Regions from separate parts of the Mus musculus genome. Here region 2 is linked to region 1. A link is a contact called in public HiChIP or PLAC-seq data. All regions are on one chromosome and are shown on one strand. Each heading gives the region's core, a stretch centred on a gene start, on an enhancer-like site or on the middle of the called end of the contact. The rest is flanking DNA. Distances are from core to core; before and after follow the strand shown.

What was found. HiChIP or PLAC-seq counts read pairs in DNA pulled down with a chosen protein or histone mark.
Region 2: an H3K27ac HiChIP or PLAC-seq map of embryonic stem cells shows a contact between it and region 1, with 10 read pairs. The contact joins the promoter of Slc7a4 here to the promoter of Thap7 in region 1. A contact is called at or near these places in 1 of 39 promoter capture datasets (macrophages), 3 of 15 datasets of contacts at CTCF or cohesin (CD8 T cells, the NIH/3T3 cell line and embryonic stem cells), 7 of 484 Hi-C or Micro-C datasets (the AML12 cell line, cardiomyocytes, cerebral cortex and 4 more), 10 of 115 datasets of contacts at active chromatin or transcription factors (CD8 T cells, the SCID.adh cell line, bone marrow-derived macrophages and 4 more) and 3 of 9 other capture datasets (adipose tissue, liver and pancreatic islet).

The regions. Positions count from the first base shown.
Region 1 is chr16:17,528,886-17,533,122 of GRCm38.p6, reverse strand. It overlaps Thap7 (THAP domain containing 7), which reads left to right and starts at 2,071. Exons shown (of 5, transcript NM_026909.2): 1 at 2,071-2,098; 2 at 2,266-2,345; 3 at 2,738-2,893; 4 at 4,048-4,188. The coding sequence starts at 2,266.
Region 2 is chr16:17,575,218-17,578,876 of GRCm38.p6, reverse strand. It overlaps Slc7a4 (solute carrier family 7 (cationic amino acid transporter, y+ system), member 4), which reads left to right and starts at 2,206. Exons shown (of 5, transcript NM_144852.3): 1 at 2,206-2,237; 2 at 2,912-3,659. The coding sequence starts at 2,944. It overlaps LOC115488657 (a long non-coding RNA gene), which reads right to left and starts at 2,998. Exons shown (of 2, transcript XR_003951946.1): 1 at 2,663-2,998; 2 at 2,120-2,463.

The sequences.
Region 1 (4,237 bases), core at 822-3,321:
GGTGTATGTTTACAAAATACTGAAGCAGGTGATGATCCATAAAAATAACCAATACCAAAGTCCAGCCAGCACTCAACTCGTCACCGGTACAGAAATCAACATTTGAATAGTACAAAGACAACCTTTACACTGTGGGAAAAAAAAGATTACCCCGACAGACTGTGGTCTGCTAATCTAATACACTTGGAAGGTCCCTGCCCCCGCTGCAACACTTACCTCTCCTCCCTCTGACTTGAGCTACGTCAGTTAGCCCCACTATTTCAATAAAATACTCACCACTGCCTGAGACCCTGCTCCCCAGCTCCTCTGCATCCTGAGACCACCAGTGATCAACGCCCAGTCGGGAGCAAAGGACCCACATCTGGGGCTCAAACAGGGATGCTCGGAAGATGGCAAGGATTTCCTTCTGAGGGACATCAGCATCCCAACCTGAGGATCCTCAGCTGGTTCTTCCTTCTTCCTTTACCTTCAATTTGAGGCATCGCAAGGGACTGACTACGGTGAAGGGGCAACTTCTTTTGGTCGGGGCTAGCCTTGAACAGGCTGAATCAGACCTTGTTTTACCACAGTTGCCTAGCCCACCTAGGGTGGAGTCTTCTAACCTAGGTGAAGTCTATTGTCTGGCCACATCTTGTGGAGGAGCGCCCTGAAGACTGCCCCTAGGTGGAGCTCACTGCCCTTGAACAGGCCATTGAGTATATTAGAAAATGACCTGCCACATCCACACACACCCTCTTTATGCCCCACTGATGCCTTATGCCCCCTCCTGCCTCCCTCACACCCTAAGAACACTCATAGAACTCTTGAAGGCTCTTTGTCTTCTACCTCCCACACCCACCAACTATGTGAAATTAGAGATTCGTCCAAACTTCAGCACAAATAAAGTAACACCTGGGTTTTCCATGTTTTCAACTCACTTACTCTCTGCCCCTACACTGGTATCCCTACTGGGCCAATGAATTAAAAGAGGTTAGACAATCAAAAGGAGGATGGTACTCATGCACCCTGGGCCAAATCCATTCTTCTGAGTCTTGTGCAGCTCTAAGTACACTACTGAGCCAGCACATCGGTTGGTCCTTCTTGCCCCCTATTCCTTCAATGGGAGGCTTTATATAGGGATGAATGCCTCCAACAGATCAGGAAAAATCAAAACCAACTAAATAGGGGCTTCGATGACCTTTTCAGCCAAGACAACTCCTCTACAGGAGCATAACAGGCTACCCAACCTCGCCGGTACTTAGATCAAGTATGCCTTTGTGCCCTTCAGGCCTGGAGTCCCATAACCTCCCCTTCTGCATCCCAAGATTGTAATTGTTCACCTCTCTTCCCCCAGCAGAAACCCAAGGAACCCATTTCTGACTTTGTTCCTGCTACAAAAGTGAGCCTAGAATGTAAAACGCCTGATCCTGTGGTCAGAGAAATCCCCCTTCAAAGCATCACTGGGGAAACCGTGCTCTCGGAACACACCGGCTAGCGTCTCAGGGTTTGAAAAATGAACATTCCGATAACTGGACAGTTGCTACTTAGTATATTGGGACGGCCTCCCATAAGGTCACTATCTTCACCCAGGCCTTTACAAGGCCATTAAAAGAAAATGTTCTAAATGTGTCGTTAACATTTTATTTTGTGCATGTATATGGGGATCAAAGGACAATTACTGGACGTTGGTTCTCTCCTTCCAGCAGGTTGCGTCCTGGGGATCAAATTCAATCTTCAGGGTTGGTAGCAAGTGCTGAGCCACCAGTCCGTGGCCGAGTTCTTTCAGTAAAGAGCCCAGGTTTTTCTTGGTGGTGGATCTTTTTCAACCAGAGTGTGCGCGTACGTTGTTCAGGGAGCAGTACAGACCACACCCAGCTGCTTCGTCCAAACGACAGACGCTCAAACAAAACAGGGACCCGAAACTACAGATGCAGAAACCTCAACTCGGGAGCGACGATCGCCATCCCTCACTCCCAACATCCGGTGGCCCGCCCCGCCAGGATCTCTTCCGGTCCCGCCCCTTGGGGGCCCGCGCCACGGGCGACGGAGTATCTCTGCTCCCAACTTCCGCGTCGATCCACCCATCGCGAGATTTTGGCGGCGCAGCAATGGCAAGACCGTGAGTACCGCTGACGGGAGTCTATAGAACGAGCTAGGACAAGACTGGTACGGGGTCGGGCCTCGGGGAGCCGACCGGCTCGGGCCCTCTGGAGGGAGTGACAGTTGGGCGTGAAGACAGTCCTCCCCCGACTGCCGCCCACCACCCAGATCCCGCCCCTTCCCCAGATGCCGCGACACTGCTCCGCCGCCGGCTGCTGCACACGGGATACGCGCGAGACTCGCAACCGCGGCATCTCCTTCCACAGGTCAGCGCGCGTGCGTAGTGGCACGCGAGGGCTCATAGCGCAGGCGCCGGTGTTGCCGCACCTTAGGCCTCGCAGGAGACGGCGCTTTCCCGAGGTCGATGTGAGGCTTGAACTTGTGAGCGGGAGGGTGACAGGGAAGGGCGCATAGTCTCGAGTCCAGCCGGAAAAAGGACTGGACGCTTACCTGGCTTGGATTTACAGCTCCGACTCATTCCTGCTAGATGATGCTGAGCCGGCCCCTTTCTTTCTCTCGTTCTCAGTTTCTCCTTTCCCCCAGCGGGTGGTAATCTGAAAGGGTCGCGGGGAGGTCTGCCATTCTTGCTTGGGGAGCTTGGGCATCCTGAACGCAGGACTGTAGACAGTCTGGTGCTCACGGTTTTGTGGCTCTGCAGACTTCCCAAGAAAGACAACCCCAGGCGCGGCTTGTGGCTGGCCAACTGTCAGCGGCTGGACCCCAGCGGCCAGGGCCTGTGGGATCCGACCTCTGAGTACATCTACTTCTGCTCCAAACACTTCGAGGAAAACTGCTTTGAGCTGGTGGGAATCAGGTGGGTCTTTCTGCCAGCTAACACCAGGACAGGTTGTGAGGCATCAGAGCAGTGGGTCAAACGAGGCAGCTCTTTGCCCTGGTGGAGTCCATGCACATCCGCTGGCATGCTCAGAGACAAGCAGACCAGTTGTCAAGCGTGCCAAGCCTCTTTCCAGTTTTGTACAGTTAAAGCATGATCCCAGGATCACTGTGCCAGTGACATTAGAGAAAATCAGGCTTTCCAGGCTGGGGAAATAGCCCCCTTTGCTAAAGACGTGGTATGCAAGCATTAGGACCTGATTTCAGATTCAAGGACCCAAATAAAAAGCCACATGTGATTGCTTGTTCCTTTAATCCCAGTCCTGGAGAAGACAAAACAAAAAGGGGATCCCAAGGACTTATGGAAAAGCTAGTCTAGATGAGTTGTTGAGCCCTGTGTTGAGTTGAGAAACTTGTCTTTAAAAAAATAAGGTGGAAGGGCTGGAGAGATGGCTTAACCATTTTAGAGCATTACAGAGGACTGGGGTTCAATCTACCTCTGAGGGCACGGGTACACATATGTACATGCAGGCAAAATATTCATACACATCAGTAGAGCTGGCTCAGAGGTTACGAGCACTCACTGGCTGTTCTTCCAGAAGACCTGTGTTCATTTCCCACCACCCACATAATGGCTTATAGCAGTCTGGAACTGGAACTGGCTCACTCCAGTTCCAAGTGATCCTTTATCCTTTTCTAACCTCTGTAGGTACTAGGCACGCATTCGGTGAACAGTCATAGGCAAACACTTATACACATAAAAATAAAAAAGGTTTTTAAGGAAAAAAATCTTTAAAAACAAAGGTAGAGAATGATTAAGGAAGTCACCTGAGGTTAGCCGCTCCATGCAAAAGAAAAACAGCTTTTTCATAGGATGGTTAGCACCTAGTTCTTCCAGCCGTCCACCTATCCCTGCTGGTGGGTTCTCCATTCACCTTAACCCGGGAAGCTCATTCACAGGGAAGATGAGTTTGATTTTACCACACGTGGCATTCTTGAGATTGCTACTGGCAGTGTGCCTTGGGGCCTTTCTCATCCCTAGAGGTCCTACGCCTCTGCAGGGCCTTATGTGGGGAATCAGGGGACGTGGCAGCGTTCTTTTCTCCAGCTCATCTGGGCTGCTTTTCCCCACAGTGGGTATCACAGGCTGAAGGAGGGGGCAGTCCCCACCATATTTGAGTCTTTCTCCAAGTTGCGTCGAACAGCCAAGACCAAGGGGCATGGTTATCCACCTGGCCTGCCTGACGTCAGCCGGCTCCGGCGATGCAGGAAGCGGTATGTGCTGCAGGACCGGGGGATGCCCCACCCTCACCCCAGGGCTGAG
Region 2 (3,659 bases), core at 957-3,456, 46 kb before region 1:
GGTAAAGAGTACATGTTGCTCTTGTATAGGACCCAAGTTCAGTTCCCATCACCCACATCAGGTGCTACAACTACCTATAACTCCAGCTCCAGGGGATCAGGTGTCCTCTTATGGCATATGTGGGCACTGTATGAGTTGCACATGTCTCTTGCCCACACATAAACACATAATTAGAATAATACAAATAAAATCTTAAAAAATACGACTTGTTAGGTAATATGTGTACAAGTATGTGTGTGCATGCATGCATGTGCACATGCCACAGTACACATGTAGAGGTCAGAGGACAACTGACTGCAGTCAGGTCTCTCCATCAAGCTTAGGGAGTGGAACTCAAATGTTCATGGTAGGCAGCAGGTGTCTGCCTGCTGAGCGGTCTCTCTGGCTCTTTGCTAGCATTTTGCTGAGGAGTCCTGGATCTACCCAAATATTACTGGCTGGGAGCTCAGTTTCTCATGTGCTGTTCATTTTAGTGTCAGGTACTCCAGGCCTTTCAGAGTCAGTGGGAAATGCGTCTTCCTGTCTTCCCTGGTGCTTCCTCTTCACGGCATCCTTAGAAGGCTACTCCGTGTCATGGCCTTGCTCACTGAGGTCCAGCACTTGCTCAACCTCATAACTAGAAAGTAGAACACATTGCTGCATCGCCCAGCGTTAGCATCAAATGCCAGTTGTATGCTGGTGCTTATGGTGGCGGTGAGATGAGGTTAGCACTACAGAAACGCCCAGGTCTCTCGGTCTGCTTGCTTCTTTCTAGGCTTTTGTGGAAGTGTCTCATGATGAGGAGCACTGGCTTGGTTAAGTCCAGGAAGTGAGGGCGAGGAGATGGGGGAGTGCGCTAAACAGCAGCAGCACCTTCAGATGATGTTGGCTATCAGGAGGTCACAGTGTTCCAAGTGTCCCTGTGTATCTGGAATGTCACCCAACCGCTTTGTCCTCATCTGAATGAGTCATGCAGACTGCATCCTAAGTTTCCAGTAATCATCCATAAATTTGAATATTTGTGTGTATGAAATATAGATTTTTAGTGGTGTATTTATATCACTCTATCATCATATATAATCAAGTATATATTATATAGTTGTATGTTTATTTTATTGCATATACATACTAACTACATTAGATATGTATTGTAGGTCAAATATATAAAGTTCTGGGAGAAACATGCCTACCTCGGTTTTGCCCGACTTGGCTTTGCTGGGCTATTGTCTTGCTGTCAACAAGTCAGCACCTCACCACATATGTATTGCCACACATACATATATGAAAACTATGTATACATACTTATACATGGTCTTCAATCTTTTGATCCTCCAAGTGCCAGAATTACAGGCATAGGTCACCCTACCTAGCTGCCACCTTTGTTTTCAATCTGAGAAGAAGAGAGAGAGAAAAGATTCCTCAGAGCTAAGCATAAGCGGACTCTGGAGATTTTATGCCGTAGCTGACCCAGGCACCCTGATGGCGGGAACGCTGGTGACAAATGCGGAGAGCTGCTGGCTATCATGAATGGAGAGTCCTTTAAGAATGTCCAGGTCCTGTCAGGTGCTCTGAGGCTGTCACTGATATTTGAGGGCCTAAGTGGCAGTCCTGCTGTAGAGTTGCAAGCTGTCTTCTGATGCTGGCTACTGTCCTTTTATGGGACACTACCAGACAGACAATAGCTTTGTAAATTCTGCCAATTCACAGAACACGTCCGGAAGGCTGCCCTCTCTAGCCTAGTGTGCAAGGTGCTTACTGCCACTCCACTGAGGTTTAGAGTGCCAGGGTCACTCTGCCAGACCCCTGTCTTCATCTCACTGTGCTGGACATTTGCAGGCTCCGTGGTGGGGACCTGGACGTTTTCCAATTGTAGTTGTGTTGGGGTGGAGGGAGATCAAGGAGAGTAATTGCTCTGGGGCGGTATCAGGCTTGGCTCTACCCCCAACCTGGACCCAGAGAAGGGGCTCAGCAGGTTAGTCGAGCAGGCTTCCTCACCTAGGGAGGTGGATGAAATGTGGAGTAAGCCCTAGGACCCAGGTCAGCTCTAGTCTCGATGTTGGAAGTTTACTCGCTTAGAGGGTTATTCTGATACGTGACGTGGTGCGGTGCGGGGACCCTGTACAGAACCCAACCAGTGATGTGAGTCGTGAGGCTCGGGTTTATCTGGCGCCTGGCAGCGAGGGGCGGGCCCTGCACGCAGGCGTTGTAAACTAGTGGGGCAGGCGCAGTGCGCACGGTGGCAGCGACGGCGACAGCAGGTGGGTCATAGCGGGTCTGGAGGGACCGCTGCTGCGGGAACGTAAATGCAAGAGAAGGCTTGGGCGTCTAGGGGCACAGGGACATGGCGGAGGCAGCTAGCCTCAGCAGCTGTGGCTGCGGAGCATATGGCGAGGGGAGGTGCACCACAGCTTTCACATCCGGGAATCGGGAATCGGGGCCCTTGCAGCTCTGGCCTCCTGGCTTCAGGTGAGCTGTTCCTCCAACCTGGCAGAAGAGGGGGTGATCGCTTTTCTCTGAGGCCATGTCCCTTTGGCCACGTTCCCGGCTGCAGGAGCGGCTCCTGTTCCGGGTCCTGACAACCTGGCACTGCTCCAGGGAAGCCTCCCATTTCTTCTTGCTCGTGGTGCAGCCTGTTCCAAGCCTGTTCTTAAGCAACCTCCCACTCACTCACAGAACCACCTACCTGGTTCGCAGGTCCGCTGCAGGTCTGCTTCTCTCTGCCAGTTCCACTGCCCTGAAAGCTGACAGGAAGGACTTCCATGCGTTCTATCCCTCTGCCCACAGTCCCTGACACGCGTCCCATTCAAGCCTTCTAAAGTAGGTCCATGGTGCAGCTGACCTGGGCTCCTAAGGAGAGGAGGCGAGGACTGGGGTGGGCTGTCTATGAAAGAATGGAGGATGGTTGGTTATTCCCGCTGTCTGTCCCCAGTAGGTTCCAGAAACTGGTTCAGTACTCCGTCTGCCATGGCCCGGGGACTGCCCAGTACTGCCTGTTTGGCACGCTTCTGCCAGAAACTGAACCGTCTGAAGCCACTGGAAGAGTCTAGCATGGAGACATCACTGCGGCGCTGCCTGTCCACACTGGACTTGACTCTACTGGGTGTGGGTGGCATGGTGGGATCTGGGCTCTATGTGCTCACAGGCACAGTGGCCAAGGACATGGCTGGCCCCGCTGTGCTCTTGTCCTTTTTGGTGGCCGCTGTAGCCTCCCTGCTGGCGGCCCTATGCTATGCAGAGTTTGGAGCCCGTGTGCCCCGTACTGGCTCAGCATACCTATTCACGTACGTGTCCATGGGGGAGATATGGGCATTCCTCATAGGCTGGAATGTGCTTCTAGAATACCTCATTGGAGGTGCCGCTGTAGCCCGTGCCTGGAGTGGCTATTTGGATGCCATCTTTAACCACAGCATTCGCAACTTCACGGAGTCTCACCTGGGCGTCTGGCAGGTGCCCTTCCTAGCTCACTATCCAGATTTTCTGGCCGCTGGCATTTTACTCGTGGCTTCTGCCTTTGTCTCCTGCGGAGCCCGAGTCTCCTCCTGGCTTAATCACACGTTCTCAGCCATCAGTCTGATTGTGATCCTCTTCATCATTGTCCTGGGTTTCATCCTGGCCCGTCCTCACAACTGGAGTGCAGAAGAAGGTGGTTTCGCACCCTTCGGCTTCTCTGGCATCCTGGC